Linked DNA regions of Mus musculus: region 1 is linked to region 2. A link is a contact called in public Hi-C data. All regions are on one chromosome and are shown on one strand. Each heading gives the region's core, a stretch centred on a gene start, on an enhancer-like site or on the middle of the called end of the contact. The rest is flanking DNA. Distances are from core to core; before and after follow the strand shown. Region 1 holds the start of Gm10706 (a long non-coding RNA gene). Region 2 overlaps Amotl1 (angiomotin-like 1).

What was found. Hi-C and Micro-C count contacts between places; a contact is called where the count stands out from the background.
Region 1: a Hi-C map of stem cell-derived neural stem cells shows a contact between it and region 2, with 2.1 times the contacts expected there. The contact joins two enhancer-like sites. A contact is called at or near these places in 10 of 39 promoter capture datasets (the 3T3-L1 cell line, 3T3-L1-derived adipocytes, cranial neural crest and 6 more), 9 of 484 Hi-C or Micro-C datasets (cardiomyocytes, muscle stem cells, nephron progenitors and 4 more), 6 of 115 datasets of contacts at active chromatin or transcription factors (cardiomyocytes, epiblast stem cells, fibro-adipogenic progenitors and 3 more) and 4 of 9 other capture datasets (adipose tissue, embryonic stem cells, liver and 1 more).

The regions. Positions count from the first base shown.
Region 1 is chr9:14,697,694-14,705,029 of GRCm38.p6, forward strand. It overlaps Piwil4 (piwi-like RNA-mediated gene silencing 4), which reads right to left. Exons shown (of 20, transcript NM_001368831.1): 17 at 7,213-7,336; 18 at 5,897-6,025; 19 at 5,332-5,479; 20 at 4,083-4,781. The coding sequence ends at 4,665. It overlaps Gm10706 (a long non-coding RNA gene), which reads left to right and starts at 6,763. Exons shown (of 4, transcript XR_379164.4): 1 at 6,763-7,022. Within about 2 kb of position 1,403, at least 42 of the 459 cell types and tissues checked have an H3K27ac peak or open chromatin away from gene starts, as enhancers often do. A contact at or near this core is called in stem cell-derived neural stem cells, where this site is marked.
Region 2 is chr9:14,572,288-14,579,536 of GRCm38.p6, forward strand. Amotl1 (angiomotin-like 1) reads right to left here. Exons shown (of 13, transcript NM_001081395.1): 4 at 2,864-3,152; 5 at 388-532. Among named protein-coding and RNA genes, the nearest start is that of Amotl1, 39 kb to the right of the region's middle. Within about 2 kb of position 2,579, at least 54 of the 459 cell types and tissues checked have an H3K27ac peak or open chromatin away from gene starts, as enhancers often do. A contact at or near this core is called in stem cell-derived neural stem cells, where this site is marked.

The DNA of each region.
Region 1 (7,336 bases), core at 153-2,652, 120 kb after region 2:
GCCAGAAATTCTAGCACATCTCTGAGATAGACTTGGCCACGTTCAAGAGTACTCAAGGCCGCGAGATGGCGGAGTCTTCCGCTGGGAAGAAATGGTCCGAGTCTACAGCCTCTGTTCTGTGCCACATGGAAGGAGCCACAGTCACGATGTCGCTTTGTCATCTTCATTCCTCCCAAAGGTTTTAAATAGAAAATGAGACACGATTACTGCACCTCCATGGCACCCACAGGAATGTATTTAAAGTATGTTTTCTTCCACATCCTTCCAATCCCCCATGAAGGTGAAATTCTTTGCAACCCTGTGTTTAAGCCACGTTCATGTGTGCTGTAACCTTCCTTCCCAGCTGGTGGCGCTATTGTACAGGGTTGTGGAACCTTTAGGAGGCAGGGCTTAGCTGAAGGAAGTGGGTTGCTGGCGAGCTAGGACTTCCTGTCCTGTCTCTGCCTCTGAGCCATGGGTACAGAAGAGAGCCACCAGCCTCTCCAGACACTACAGTTGAATGCCTCCCCATCCAAGACACCCTGATCCCCTCAACTGTGAGCCAAAATAAACCGGTCCTCTCTTTAGTTGCTTAGTGCCACACATTTGGTCACAGCAATGAGAAAAGAAACTGATAAGTATCTAGAAAAAAAAGTGGCACTTTAAGCAGAGTTATGAGATTTGAGTCTAGCACAGTGCCTGGCATACAAGTGTGCTGACTAAAATGTGTCATCCGTTCACTGATCATCTGATCTTATTATGTGGTTCTCCTTACTAAAGCCAGCTACATTATCTTTGACGTCTACCGCTCTTACAATAATTCTACACAACGGGCATAGGGATTTTTATAAGATCTGAGGCTCAGGGTGACTAATTAACTCAAGGTCTCATGGCTGCCAAGTGGAAGTTCTAGGACTCAAACCCAGTGCTGCGCTGAAGCTGGCTGCATGTTTCTTTTCTCTTTACAACCAGCAGCTTTGATGAGATGCTAGTTAACTTAGGTGACGGTCACAGCAGGAGAGCCAGAATGGGGCTTATTGTAGCAACTGCCTGAAGCCTGGTAGCATTACTGGGATGTGGCACTTTTAAAACCTGGCGTTAAAAACATTTAGATGCTTAGGCTTCATCCATGATCAATGAAATCACTATGTGTGTGTGTGTGTGTGTGTGTGTGTGTGTGTGCGCGCGCGCGGGGGGGGGGGGTGATGGTAGCTAAATGGTAGAACAATTGCCTGACACATTTGAGGCCCTGAGTTTGACCCCCAACACTGAAGGAACAGAACAAAAAGCTGTTTCTGTGGTAAGGTCTGTCTCCCGCAGTGTAGACCACTCCTCCTCATGGTGAAGACAGTGTAAGAGAGTAAGAGGAGCCTACACAACGCCCAGCCTGTTGGAATCTGAATTTAAGCACAGATTTCATAATCCTATGCTGCTCTCTGGAGTTAACTCAAAGTTGATTCTCTAAGCATTGCAGCTCCCAGCACAGTAAAGGACAGTGTACATGCGCCCTCTGGTGGATCTATTCAGAAAGGCACCCTCGACAGGGGCAAAGCTGGTTAGACAAGGGACATAGACTTCATGCACACTGATTAATACAAGGCATCTGGTTAGATAGGCCTCTAGCCCACCCGTGCTGGTTCGTTTAATCAAGTCAACACAAACTCGAGTCACCTGGGAATCAGAAACTTCAAATAAGGAATTACCTCACCCGATTAGCCTGTGGGCAAGTCCGTGTTTTCTTGATTAATGATAAGATGTGAAGGTGACTAGTCCACTGCGAGCAGTGCCACCCCTGGACAGATGGACCTGGGCTGCATTCAAGGAAGCTGAGAAACAAGCAGCAGCCCTCCGTGGTTCCTGTTCCTGCTCCTGCTCCTGCTCCTGCTCCTGCTCCTGCTCCTGCTCCTGCTCCTGCTCCTGCTCCTGCTCCTGCTCCTGCTCCTGCTCCTGCTCCTCCTCCTGCTCCTGCTCCTCCTCCTGCTCCTGCTCCTGCTCTGTGGTTCCTGCTCCTGCTCCTGTTGAGTTCCTGCCTTGATTTCTGTCAGTGATGGAGTGTGATCAGGACATGTCACCCGACGCCTTTCTTTCCCAAGTTGCTTTCACTCATGGTGTTCATCACAACAGACAGCAAACTCGGGCAACCTTAAAAGCTTGACAGAAGGACACTATGACACAGATTGCCATTGCCTTGTGTCTCTGAGGACTCCTGTATATGACCCCAGCTTCCTCAGGAGGAGCTCACACATGAAATCCCTGCAAGGTTTTCTCAGTTTTTCAATACCGTGCATTAAGGCAGGAGAGAGTTGTGGCTTCTCTCTCAAGTCCGTTTGCATGACATGTTAATCTCATCAACTCTGGCTAATCTTGTGACTAATCCATAATTTTATCAGTTGCCAAGTGTTCAATACAGTCTAGTCATACAGCTGTGGATATTAAATGTGAATGCCAGGCTTGACAGTGGTCTGACCAGAGCTCCCCAACACAACTCAGGAAAAAGTTTTGGCCTTGTGTGGTAGTGCTTACCTGCATAGTGCCAGTACTCAGGAGCTGAGGCAGGGGTACTGTTACAGGTTTTAGAGCAGCCTGGATTCCATGACAAGACTGTCTCAAGACAGAGAAAGGAGAAGGTAGGAGAGGAAAGGAGGGAGGGAAGAAGGAAGAAGGGGAAAAGAACAACAAACGAATGTTTTTAGTGCAATGTGACAATACTGCTGCCTGGTGTCCCTCAGGTACCTGGCTCCTCCTCAAGAAGGCCTCAAGAAGACCTGCATGCACACACATGCATGCACACACACACACACGCACACAACTTCCTATGACCTTACACCATGGGAAGATTTTGGAAATAGTCTTTCCTTCTTCAAAACTTTTCTCTTCCCTCTGTCTACACTGTCATTCCTGGGGCATTCTACTGTGGTTCACAGTGGGGTTCCTCCATTCCACATCAGGACCCCAGCAAGGGAGTGCTGGTGAGAGGGGAGACTCTAGCAGAGGAGGAGTGCTGGTGAGAGGGAGGACTCTAGCAGAGGAGGAGTGCTGGTGAGAGGGAGGACTCTAGCAGAGGAGGAGTGCTGGTGAGAGGGAGGACTCTAGCAGAGGGGGAGTGCTGGTGAGAGGGAGGACTCTAGCAGAGGGGGAGTGCTGGTGAGAGGGAGGACTCTAGCAGAGGGGGAGTGCTGGTGAGAGGGAGGACTCTAGCAGAGGAGGAGTGCTGGTGAGAGGGAGGACTCTAGCAGAGGGGGAGTGCTGGTGAGAGGGGAGACACAGCAGAGTAGAGATAAGTAGTGGTGCAGGAGAGGCCAGGAGGACACCAAGTGGTGAGATGCTGTAACACAACATCTGGCTGTAACACTTTGCAAAGTGAAAGCCTCAACACCCTTGAATGAAGCAGATCTGAGGCAGTTACTGTGCTGAAATTCTAGTTAGACCAAGGAATGTGTCCATGGAGCAGAGCGTATAAAGAGAATGGAAGAGAGGTGGTAGCTGCAGAAGATAGATGGATGCTTTAAAAAAAAAAGATTTATGTATTCATTTTATGTGTGAGTACACTAGTGCTCTCTTCAGACACACCAGAAGATGGCATCGGATCCCATTACAAATGGTTGTGAGCCACCATGTGGTTGCTGGGAATTGAACTCAGGACCTCTGGAAGAGCAGTCAGATTTTCAGCTCTTAACCACTGAGCCATCTCTCCAACCCCTAGATGGTTTCTTTTTAAGGACACACTGGAGAATAACCTGTTTATAATGTCAATTGGTCAGTGAGGAAAAACTGGTGCTCTGGAAAGAGGACGAGTAGCCCCCTGAAGGGGTTGGTGGGGGTGGCTCTGGTGCACAGGGCACAGAGTGAGTATTGGTGACAGTGGGGGAGGCCAAGTGTACGAGCACAGGTGTTCTTGTGTGAGCAGGATGCAGGACCTTCCCAGGTCCTCTTCCTTCGGTGTCTGTCTTCCCTGTGAGTGGGAAGCAAGGCTGGGCACCTCTGCTGGAGGAAAGGAGAGCCAGTCACAGGACCAAGCATTGAGTTCTGTCTGTGACACAGCTCCTTAAATAACCCAAGGCTCACTTCACTCAACTTCAAATTTAAGTCACAAGAAACACATATGTGATGCTTAGATTTTCTTTATTTTCAATATTTACTTAACCCACTCTACAAAATGCTCTACAATGTTTAGAAAAACTCTGATAATTTCCTGAAGTTAAACCCCACTATGTACCATCAAAATACCACACAAATATTGTTTTAGAAGCTGTGATGATATATCCCAAGTACCACATGAGAATTTACCTCAAGCACTGACTTAAAAAAAAGAAAAAGAAAGAAAGAAAAGAAGAGAAGAGAAGAGAAGAGAAGAGAAGAGAAGAGAAATACAAGGCTGAACCAGGCCAAAGTAAAATGACACATGACAAAGCCACAAGAAAACCCATCACTCTGTGGGTTCTGTTTGTTTGTCTTTGTTGGTTTTAGACACAAGTGAAACAAAAATCCCCATAGGTTTGTTCTGAACTTTTTCAAATGAGTTTTTTTTTTAAAAAACAAAACAAAACAAAACAAAACAACCCCCCCTTCCCAATACTTAAAGTTAGGCCCAAGCCCCGTAAGCCGCAGGAGCCTGAGCGGTAGGCAGATCTGAACAACGCAGAGCCACTGCTTTCGGAGTCTCAAGCCGTCCTCTGGCTCACTTGTCAGAGGTAGAAAAGATTATTGGCTAATTCCAGACTTGGTTCCTTGTGGACACTTTGTGCCACCAGGAAGGTCAGCTTGTGTGCATATTGGCATGGTGCGGGGACACTGATTAAGCCCTGGGGAGGGAAGGAAATGTAACATTGCAGAGATAATGCATTTGGCCTCCACAGTGACTAAACCCAACCAACAAAGGGAGACAGGTCCATTGGAAACCCAAGCTCACTGGCAAAATGGGCTGGGGGTGTGTCTCTTCACTGTGTGTAAGCTGGGAGACAAGGCATGCAGGCCTGCCCTACACTGCCTGTGGTCTGATGTCCCAGTGGAGCTCAGAGCTAACCTGGGCCTTGGGCTCTTGCCTGAGGAAAGAAACAGAGGCAGGTCTACACCTCTTACCCTCACCAGGCTCGCTCTGCTGGCTTTCATCTCTCCTAGTATGTTACCCTCCGTCTTGTATCCTCAAGTCCTATGGAGACTGGACCTGGGCCTGTTGATATGCTCCCCGCGGTTTTATTTAGTTGGCAGAGTGGGCTTCTCCTACCACAGATTTAAGGAATCGTGTACCCACTCCCTTCTGTGAAGTTAGGCGTGCAGAGTGGACAGAGTTTAGAAAGGGCACGACAAGCCCAGATGGTGATGTCACACCCACTTCACTAAGACGCTCCTCACCTGCCAGTTGTAGTAGAGATGGCACAGTTTGAAGGTCAGTCGCTGCATGTGGTCAGGCTTCAAGGCATTGTCATCATAGATAACGTTGTAGTGGGTGGGACTAACAGTCCCCCGGTTAGCAGTCTGGCTGATCAGGTAGAAGTCATACCTGCAGAGGAACAGGGAAGGGTGGAGAGAAGAAGTCACAAAACAAGGCTCAACTGAACCGATGCACAACGGGTGCGTGTGAGAATCCATCTTTCCGGGAGACCGCTCAGCGTGAAACACCCGCTGTGTGAGCTTGAAGACCTGAGCGGGATCTCCTGCCACTCATGTCAATACAAACAAACCGGGGCATGACTGTGTGCCTGTAGTCAATGTAAACACTGGGAAAGCAGGGACTGCCCAGCCAAAGGTAGAAAGCAACCAGGAAGACATTCAGTATCAAACTCTGGTTTCTACATGAGCATGCACATATTTGCACACGCATACATACCCACAAACATACACACACAGACACACATATACATACACACACACACACACACACACATACACACACACACGGTTTTCCAGGGACACTTGCCACTCCGGACGTGTTGCTTCTGAGTCCACAACAGTGCCGAGTGGGGGGTTCTGCACAGTGTGGTCAGTCGAAGCAAAGAGGCGCAGTAGACATCTCTTCCTGACCACAACCACGGACAGTCTGCAGCTCCTGCAACCAAAACGGCAGGAGTGAGCCAAACAGCTCACTTTTTTTGTTTGGCTAATTGTTATTTGATCAGGCTAAAAAATAGATAGAAAACCATTTTATAAATACTGCAAAACACAGGAAAAAATCACCCATGAATCCTCCTCCTCTTGACAGATCTAGTTATTTTAATTGGGGTCTATTGGGATCTGTAACAAGGGTGAACTATGCTATCAGCCTAGTTTATGGAATGTTAATAGGAAAGAAGAATGATGTTACGTTAATTGCCTTTTCTTGCAGAACTAGGGCTGAATCCCAGGGTCTCGCACATGTTAGCCAAGTGTTCTGCTGCTGCTATATTGAAGCAAGGTCTCACTAAGTTGCCCAGGCTGGAACTCCAGGCCTGTATCACCCAGATTTTCAACTGAATCTTAAGGGAAGATCTTCGAGAATTTCCTCTGCAGGAGACTTCCCCTGCATTAGCAACAGTCACCCCATTCCACCTTCACTGCGGCACCCATGCTTAGACAGACAGGTGGAAGGATGGATGAGTGGACGGACGGACAGATGGGTGAATGGAGGGCGGGAAGGAAAAACAGACCAGATGCTGACTGCCCGGGTGCTAACTCATTGAAAGAGCACTCTCTTACGGTGTACGGAAAACCATTCTCCCTAGAAGCCAGTGACAACTCAGTTACGAATGTCTCCTTCACTAAAACTGAAATGTTAGCTCCTTAGATTGTCACTGCTGGCTTCGCCCACCTCCTCCAGTGACATCATTTTTAGTTTTAATCGTTCAACTGAGATACAGTCACCAGAGGTCTGGTGAGGAGCCAACAGATTTCCCATTACCAGCTTAGCTACAGCTACAAGTAGCTGGCTTTCCCACCTCTGTACCAGGAACAGCCCGAGGACAAGACCATCCCTCTGTGGCCTGAGCTTTGGTTGATGGCAATGTGAGCGTGTCCAGAAACAGATCTGCACTGCCTGGGAATAAGATGATCTCTAAGAATTTTTTTAAGTAAGTATTTTATGTATGTATGTATGTATGTATGTATGTATGTATGTATTTATATTGAGTGCTCTATCTGCATGTATACCTGCATGCCAGAGAGGGCATCCGATCCCATCCCATCACAGATGGTGATGCATGCAGGATCACATATGTACGTTGTCACACGAATGTCAGAGAAAGAGAAGGAACAGAGTACCTGGCATCCGAGCCGCACTCTGTTACACTTTTCAGTAGCTGTGGGACTTCATATTCCAAAACTGCCTTTAGCTGGCCATTGCCTACACCGTCCCGGTACACGACTATCCGTGCCGGCAAGTCAT
Region 2 (7,249 bases), core at 1,329-3,828:
AACCAGGTAGAGAAAACCAACTCTCAAAAGTCATCCTCTGCAGTGTACACACACACACACACACACACACACACACGCACGCACACACACACGCGCACACACATACACATACACACACATACACACACACGCACACACACACATACACACACATACATACACACACACATACACACACATACACACATACACATACACACACACACATACACACACACATACACACACACATACACACACACACATACACACACACACATACACACACATATACACACACATACACACACACACACACACACACACACACGCAACAAAATTAAAAATCGGGCAGAGAAGGGCCGAGAAAGACACCTGACATTGAGCGTATAAAAGAACAAGACACACCTCGGAGATCTCTGTTGAAGTCATGAAGTCTCCTTATCTCGCCTTCGAGCTTGGTTCTCATTGCCTTGTCCAGAGACTCACGCTTGGTGGTGGACTTGACCAGGCTCTCGTAGGCCTCCGAAATACTCTGCAGCTCTTTTTCAAACTGTAATAAAGACCTAGCATTAAAGCGGTATTTGTGACAGGGCCTCTGTGATGCTGACTGTCCAACACCCTGAATATGGACACTATATCTTCACGGATGTCTTTCTATGCCTCAGCCTTCATTCATATCTACTCCATCTTCCTCCTGCTGCTCTATAAGAGCTACAGTGACCCTGTAAGAACAGTCTCTCAGTTCTGGTAATGCTGTCTAACAGCACCCAGTAAAAGTATCTCACTACTGATAGGAGGATGGGATGAACCTAGGTATAACTGAAATATCCCCTTTAAAAGATTTTATTTACTTATTTGCTTGCTATTTACATGTCTCTCCATGTGTCTCACACTCGTGTACCCACACACCATATGTGTGTCAGTCTCCAAGGAGTCCAGGAGAGAGTGTTGAATCCCCCAGAGTTCCAAGCAGATGTGAACCACCCAATATGGGTACTGTGAACTCAGGTCCTCTGCAAGAGCAGCAAGTACTCGTAACCATTAAGCCATCTCTCCAGTCCCTTTGTACCATCATTTATAATGACTAATAAAGTTTTGGTTTCACATTGGAAGATATTAAGGTGGGGAGAACTCAAGCATTCCAACCCAAATGCAGACTTCCAGACTCTAAGCACAACATTCTTTCCAGAAACCCTGCTCCTTTCTCCATGCCAGGCTGGGTTTCATTGCTGAATGTTGTCTGTCCAATAGCTCTACAGAGAACCAATGCACTTCAACCTAACTATAAACAGATACACAGGAATTGTATACAAAGGAATTGCAAGGGACTGGGTTGAAACTGCAGGTGTGAGTTTATTTGCTTATATTTTACCAAACCAAGAATACTAATGGTGGAGCCTTTAGCCTACTGCGAGGACAGAACAACAAGTAGCTATAACCGCCATAAAAACAGCCTAGCAGAGCAGTGTTTCCAAGTGAATACCTACAACTTCTAGCACAGAGCTGGACAGCTCAGGGCAGACTGGATGAAATGGCAGGCAAGATAAGGGACCAGCCTAGATGCCCATCCAATAGACAGATGGGTAAAAATTGTGATTTAATACCGTGTGTGTGTGTGTGTGTGTGTGTGTGTGTGTGTGTGTGTGTGTGTGTGTATGTATGTAGAGTTTCTCTAATTATTGATTGGCTAATAAAGATAGCAAAAGCCAATTGCTGAGTGAAGATATGGAGGTGGGTTTTCCAGGAGGGAGAGGGTAGGAGTCAGGGCAGATGGCAGAGTGGAGTGGAAACTGCAGAGGTGGGTATTGTGGGGCACCAATAGTGTTTAGCCTCCGCAGGCAACTGTGGAGGCCAGGGAGGATGGGGCAGGATAATCTTTGCCCAGCCTTTGGTCAGTTTTAAAATATGAAGCCTCCAGTGTTTTCCTTCCACGGGGCTAAAGGGAGCTGGGTGAAATGGCCGTTGACAGCACTGGGCAAGGAACAGAGACCAGAGCAATTTGTGAAGCTAGCTGTGAGAGCCAGAGTTTGTGGGAAAGCGTTAGCAAGCAAGCAGGCAGCTGCTAGTCCCAGAACCAGCATACATATAAAAATAAATTTATGTCATTTGCAGGGAAATTGATAGGACTACAGATTACTATATAAGAGAAGTAAACCAAACTCAGAATCACACATAATACTGAGTATATTTTTCAAATATATGTGTATAGGACATGAAGTTTGAAGGGGCTCTTTGGGAGAAGACAGGGACTCACAGGAGCGAGACAAGGAGACAAGAGTGTGCTATAGAGTAAAGGGACCATAAGTGAAGTCGTAGCTCATTATTTGGTTAGAAGACAAAAAAAAAAAAAAAAAAAAAAGGACTGAAAGAGCCCAGCACACATGGAGGCTTGTGGCAGGCGACTGCTTACGGCAGGACCTTAAGCCACAGCTAAGAAGCACTGTGCTTTCACCCCGTCACCAGAAGGCTAGAGCCTTGTTTTCAGTCCTTCCCTCAAGTAGACAGGTCATCCAGGCGGGGGAGTCGAGAGAGCAGACTCCCTTGGTACCATGTGACTCTCCCTTAGGCCTCCTCATACAGGAGTTGCTTCTCCCTTTGTCCCATCCTCAGCAAGGCCTTTCTCCTTCCAGAGCTATCATGAGCAGCTGGTGAGTCCTGAATTGTGTTCATAGAATGGCTGCCAAGGATCCTCCTTCCTTTGAATTGCATTCAAAACAGGAAGTGCCCAGACAGGCCATCAGACTCCTAAGAGCTCTCTGATACATCCTGTGGCTCAGAAATTAATCCCAAGCACCTCATGGTCTCCTGCCAACGACAGCCCATTATTTACCTCTCTCTTTCCCAGGATCTATCAAATTACCTTGGCATGTCACGTACATACCTTGTGGAGCTTGTCAGCGTTGTCATAGCAGCCCTGAAGCTCCTGGTGAAGCACACGGTTCTCCTCTGTCAGGATCTCTACCATTTGCTGGGCTCGCTCCACAATCGCAAAGGCATCCGGTCCAAGCTGCTGGTTGGGGGAGGCTGGTAGGGGCTGTGAAGCCGCCAGGCTTATGGGAAGTGGAAGAGGCAGGGAGACGGAGTGCAGAGTACCACCGATGGAGGAGGTCTGAGAGGACATGGGGCTATGCTGCTGCACCGTAGATGGAAAAGGCAGCTGGCAGGGCCGGCTGCAAGGGAAGAGAGGACCAGTCATCAGACTCCAGAGGACATATGGAAGACCAAGGAAGGCCACCGGCACAGACACTGTCAGTGGCTTCCCTCAGCAGGGGTCAGCCGTGCACTTCCTCACACTCTGCTAAGTTAAGCGGCAGGTTAAGGCTCAGGTAGTATTTATCACATTCCTCTCACTAGGAAGACAGTGGACCAGGCAGAGCAGGTCTCTGCTCTCCAGAAGAGACAAGCAAGCCATGCTGAAAGTGGAGTCTTGTTCTCCGAAGAAAGGAATTTTGGAGAAGCGATTTCTGTGTGAGAGGTCAGAGCAAGAGTTTCTCAAAGTCTGGAAGAAAGAACCAGGGATTTGGGTGGAAGGGTGAAGCCAGGGAAAGATGTACAAGATGGCAGGAAGTAGCATCAGACAGCATCACCACATGGAAGAAAGCACACCCACAGGGCAGCAGTGCTAGACGGGGGTGGGAGGGTCTGTGCAAGCTGCAGCCACACTTCCATAAGAGGCACACAGAGGCCACTGAGGGCTGCCTCGCTAGGAGTGATGTGCTGAGAACTCAGTGTAAAGGCAGAGCCCAGGAGAAGTCTGGGTATGAATATGAAGAATGAGAAAAACAAAGATGGAGGAAGATAAAATATTATTTCTAGATATGGGGCTCAGCAAGAAATGGGTAGGGGTACCACTTAATCAAATGGGAAAGTATGAGCAAAGGACTGGCTTGTTTTGATCTGTTGGTTCTGGGGTCTAAACTTCCAGACTTCACATCTAGCCCGATGATAAAGGAGCCAACAGTGTCCTTCAACAGCTCAGTACCTGGTGCTGAACTTCAACTTGGAATCATGAATTTCTACCTCCGGTCTTCACTTCCCCTCCCCCTTCCCCTTCCCCCAAATTCTTCAGAATTCTGTCAGCCTGTTTCATGAGAATAACCATGTTTTCTTTCAGGCTAAGCCAAGGGCTCCTCATAGGAACCTGCACAGGTGCAGGAACAAATGGCAGTCATAGATCTTAATATCGGGTTCTCCCATCCCTGCTGTCCCTCTACAAGGTTTAGCTTTCTTGTTAATCTCTACTTCCAAGTCTTAGAACTGGAGGAGGGGTGATGAAACTCGACTGTAAGACAGCTCTGTGTGCTGGCACAGCCTGTACTCCCAGCACTTGGCAGAGGCAGAGGCAGAGGCAGAGGCAGAGGCAGAGGCAGAGGCAGAGGCAGAGGCAGAGGCAGAGGCAGAGGCAGAGGCAGAGGCAGAGGCAGAGGCAGAGGCAGAGGCAGAGGCAGAGGCAGAGGCAGAGGCAGAGGCAGAGGCAGAGGCAGAGGCAGAGGCAGAGGCAGAGGCAGAGGCAGAGGCAGAGGCAGAGGCAGAGGCAGAGGCAGAGGCAGAGGCAGAGGCAGAGGCAGAGGCAGGAAGATGACCACAAGTTCAAGGAGAACCTGGGCTACATGTGATCAGTTACAGGGCAGTCTGGGCTAAAGAGTAAGACCCTGTCTCATAAAGCATAAATAAAAATTTTAAAAATCTGGCATCAGTCCAAAACTACCTATTATTTCTGTCAAAGGGTGAGCCTTCCAGAGAATGTCACTTACATGTGTAACTTGTGGCCATTCACAACCAAAAGTCACAGCACTCCTCCAATGTCCCACCAGGAGGTTATTGAGACCTACATTTTCCTTTTGAGTACATTTTCTTTAGACCCTGATGACTGTCATAGCTTCCACTTCATAAGCATGTCTCACAGCTGTGATACTGTGAGACCCCGGCTTAAAGCATTTCTCCCTGCAAGGTAGAGCCCCTAAAACATTTCCCCAAACTTGTTTTCCCTGATCTTTAAAAATACAGCTAGAAAGAAGCTCTTTGTTCTCTATTAGCCAGCAAAAACGCCTTTTTGTTTCTATACTGTACAACAAGAGATGCCTGCCTTCCTGTGCCGAGGACAGGGAGATAAAAATTCAGAAAGAACTCACTCCCCACTCCTGCCTTGTGAATTTCACCAAGGACACCCAGAAGAGAACTCCTCCTCCCAACTCTCCTCCCAACTCCTCCCAACTCCTCAGCTAGATGTTAAAAGCCCCCTACTGTCACCGCAAGGGCTCATCCTCAGCTAGCTGATAATAAAACCTCTTGCAGTTTGCAACAGGTGTGGTTTTCTCTTGGGACGTTGGGGTGTTGGCCAGCTCATCCCGGGACTTGAGCGGAGGCCCAGCATCTGGGGTCTTACAATACCTCTGAATGCCAGCTCCTTGTAACTAAGTGTCAAATGCTGCAAATTTAAGGATCTTTTTAACCTTCCTGAAGATGACCATGGACTGATCCTGGCATATTACCCCACCATGACTGACCTCAGGCCTCGGTTACTAACATCAGCCTTTCCCACCCAGCCTCAGGAGATGCTCCAAGTTGAATCCCCTTCCATCTTAAGTTCCTTCTCCATTCCATGCTAATCAGCTGGGTCTAAGCTTCCTTTCCTAGTCAAGGTAAAAAATCTTGGAGCACCACATAGCTCTTTATTTCACATGTGACATTCCCCTTCTTTCTTCTTCCACTAAGAAAAAAAATACCAGCAGGAATCTAAAGCATTTTCTTCCCTCTCTATGAACACTATAAAACCACTTAGCCTCTCTTTAGACTAAGATGTTTGATGCATCTGTGCCCATTCCACATGCTGTCCTGTACAAGAGGGTGCAACCCTATCACAAGAGAGGACAGACCGTGAGTCCTGTACACACTCTGTTTCCCCAGGTCATAAGAACTCCTGTCAAGCATGGACCCCAAACAAGTGACTTATTATTGCTCATGGCTACCTACAGGCCAGTGAATCCTGCACTGCATTTTATACAGAAACAGAGCATTTTAGAAAGAGCCCAATACCACAGTTGCAACAGTGACTTCAAAGACTGATGCTCCTTTGTACCTCTGATGCATCTCCTCACAAGGCACAAGGGTAATGAAACAGCTGCCCTTAGAGCCAGGGGTGGACAGCTATGCTCTTGGATGGACTGGAGGTAAGGGTGGGGTTTCCATCTGAGATTCACTTAAATCTGGGTTTGAATCCACTTAGTGAACACCACCTCCTCAGTTCTCTCTCCTGATAACAGGAAACTCAAGGAGAAAGATGGAAATCAGATGATGACAACCTAACACTTACCTAATACCTTCAAAAGGCTGTAAGGATGCTGGGGGTCGGGGGCAAATACGTGTCAAGCTTAAAAGAAGAGGTCAGATTGGAGGTCTTCTACCAATCAGCAAGCAGCTTTGCCCTTGCTGTTCACCCAGGAGAACTTTCCAGACGAGAATGAGAGAACACCTCTGTTCCTAAGGTCCACTACTCAGGCAGCCAGGGCTTTGGACTCCTACAGCTGGACCAGGTGGGACCGGGCTTAGTGGGAGCACCCGGGAGAACAGGTAGGCCCATGGACAAGCATTCCAGCGCCAAAGAACAGCCTGCCCTCAGCTGAGACAACATAATGGTGGGTCATCACCAGTTATGGGGACCAAAGAAGGAAAGAGGCCATGGGAGTCAACATTAATAAGCAAACAACGGATATGATTGTATGCTGTCCTTGACAACCTGTGAGGCAGTTTCCCATGTTGGATCATGGTAGAGAATTCAGCCTGGCACACACCACTGGATGGTGCCAGCTGCTCTCTGTCTCTGTAACTGGGCATGGAGCATTCATGAGACGCTCTCAAAGCTTTACTTATGGCTAATATCTACTAAGCACTTCCTACATCCAGCTATTGTGCTTAGCCTATTACAGGCATTAGCCTTTCTAAAAATAGGTTATCAGGCTGGTGAGATTGCAGGCGCCCCACCACCAAGGCTGACGACCTAAGTTTGTTCCCAGGTTCTACATGGTGGGAGCAGACAATCAACTTTCACAAGCTGTCTTCTGTCCCTCATATATACACATGACATATGTGCTACTATGCATATATGAGGCATACCCCTACACACACACACACACACACACACACACACACACACACCATATCACTATTTGTCTACTTAGAATAAAAACAAGATCACAGGAGGCAACCTCCAAAATACAAGAGATGAAACATCCAAGAGAGTCAGATGTGGTGTGACTGTAGAGAGCAT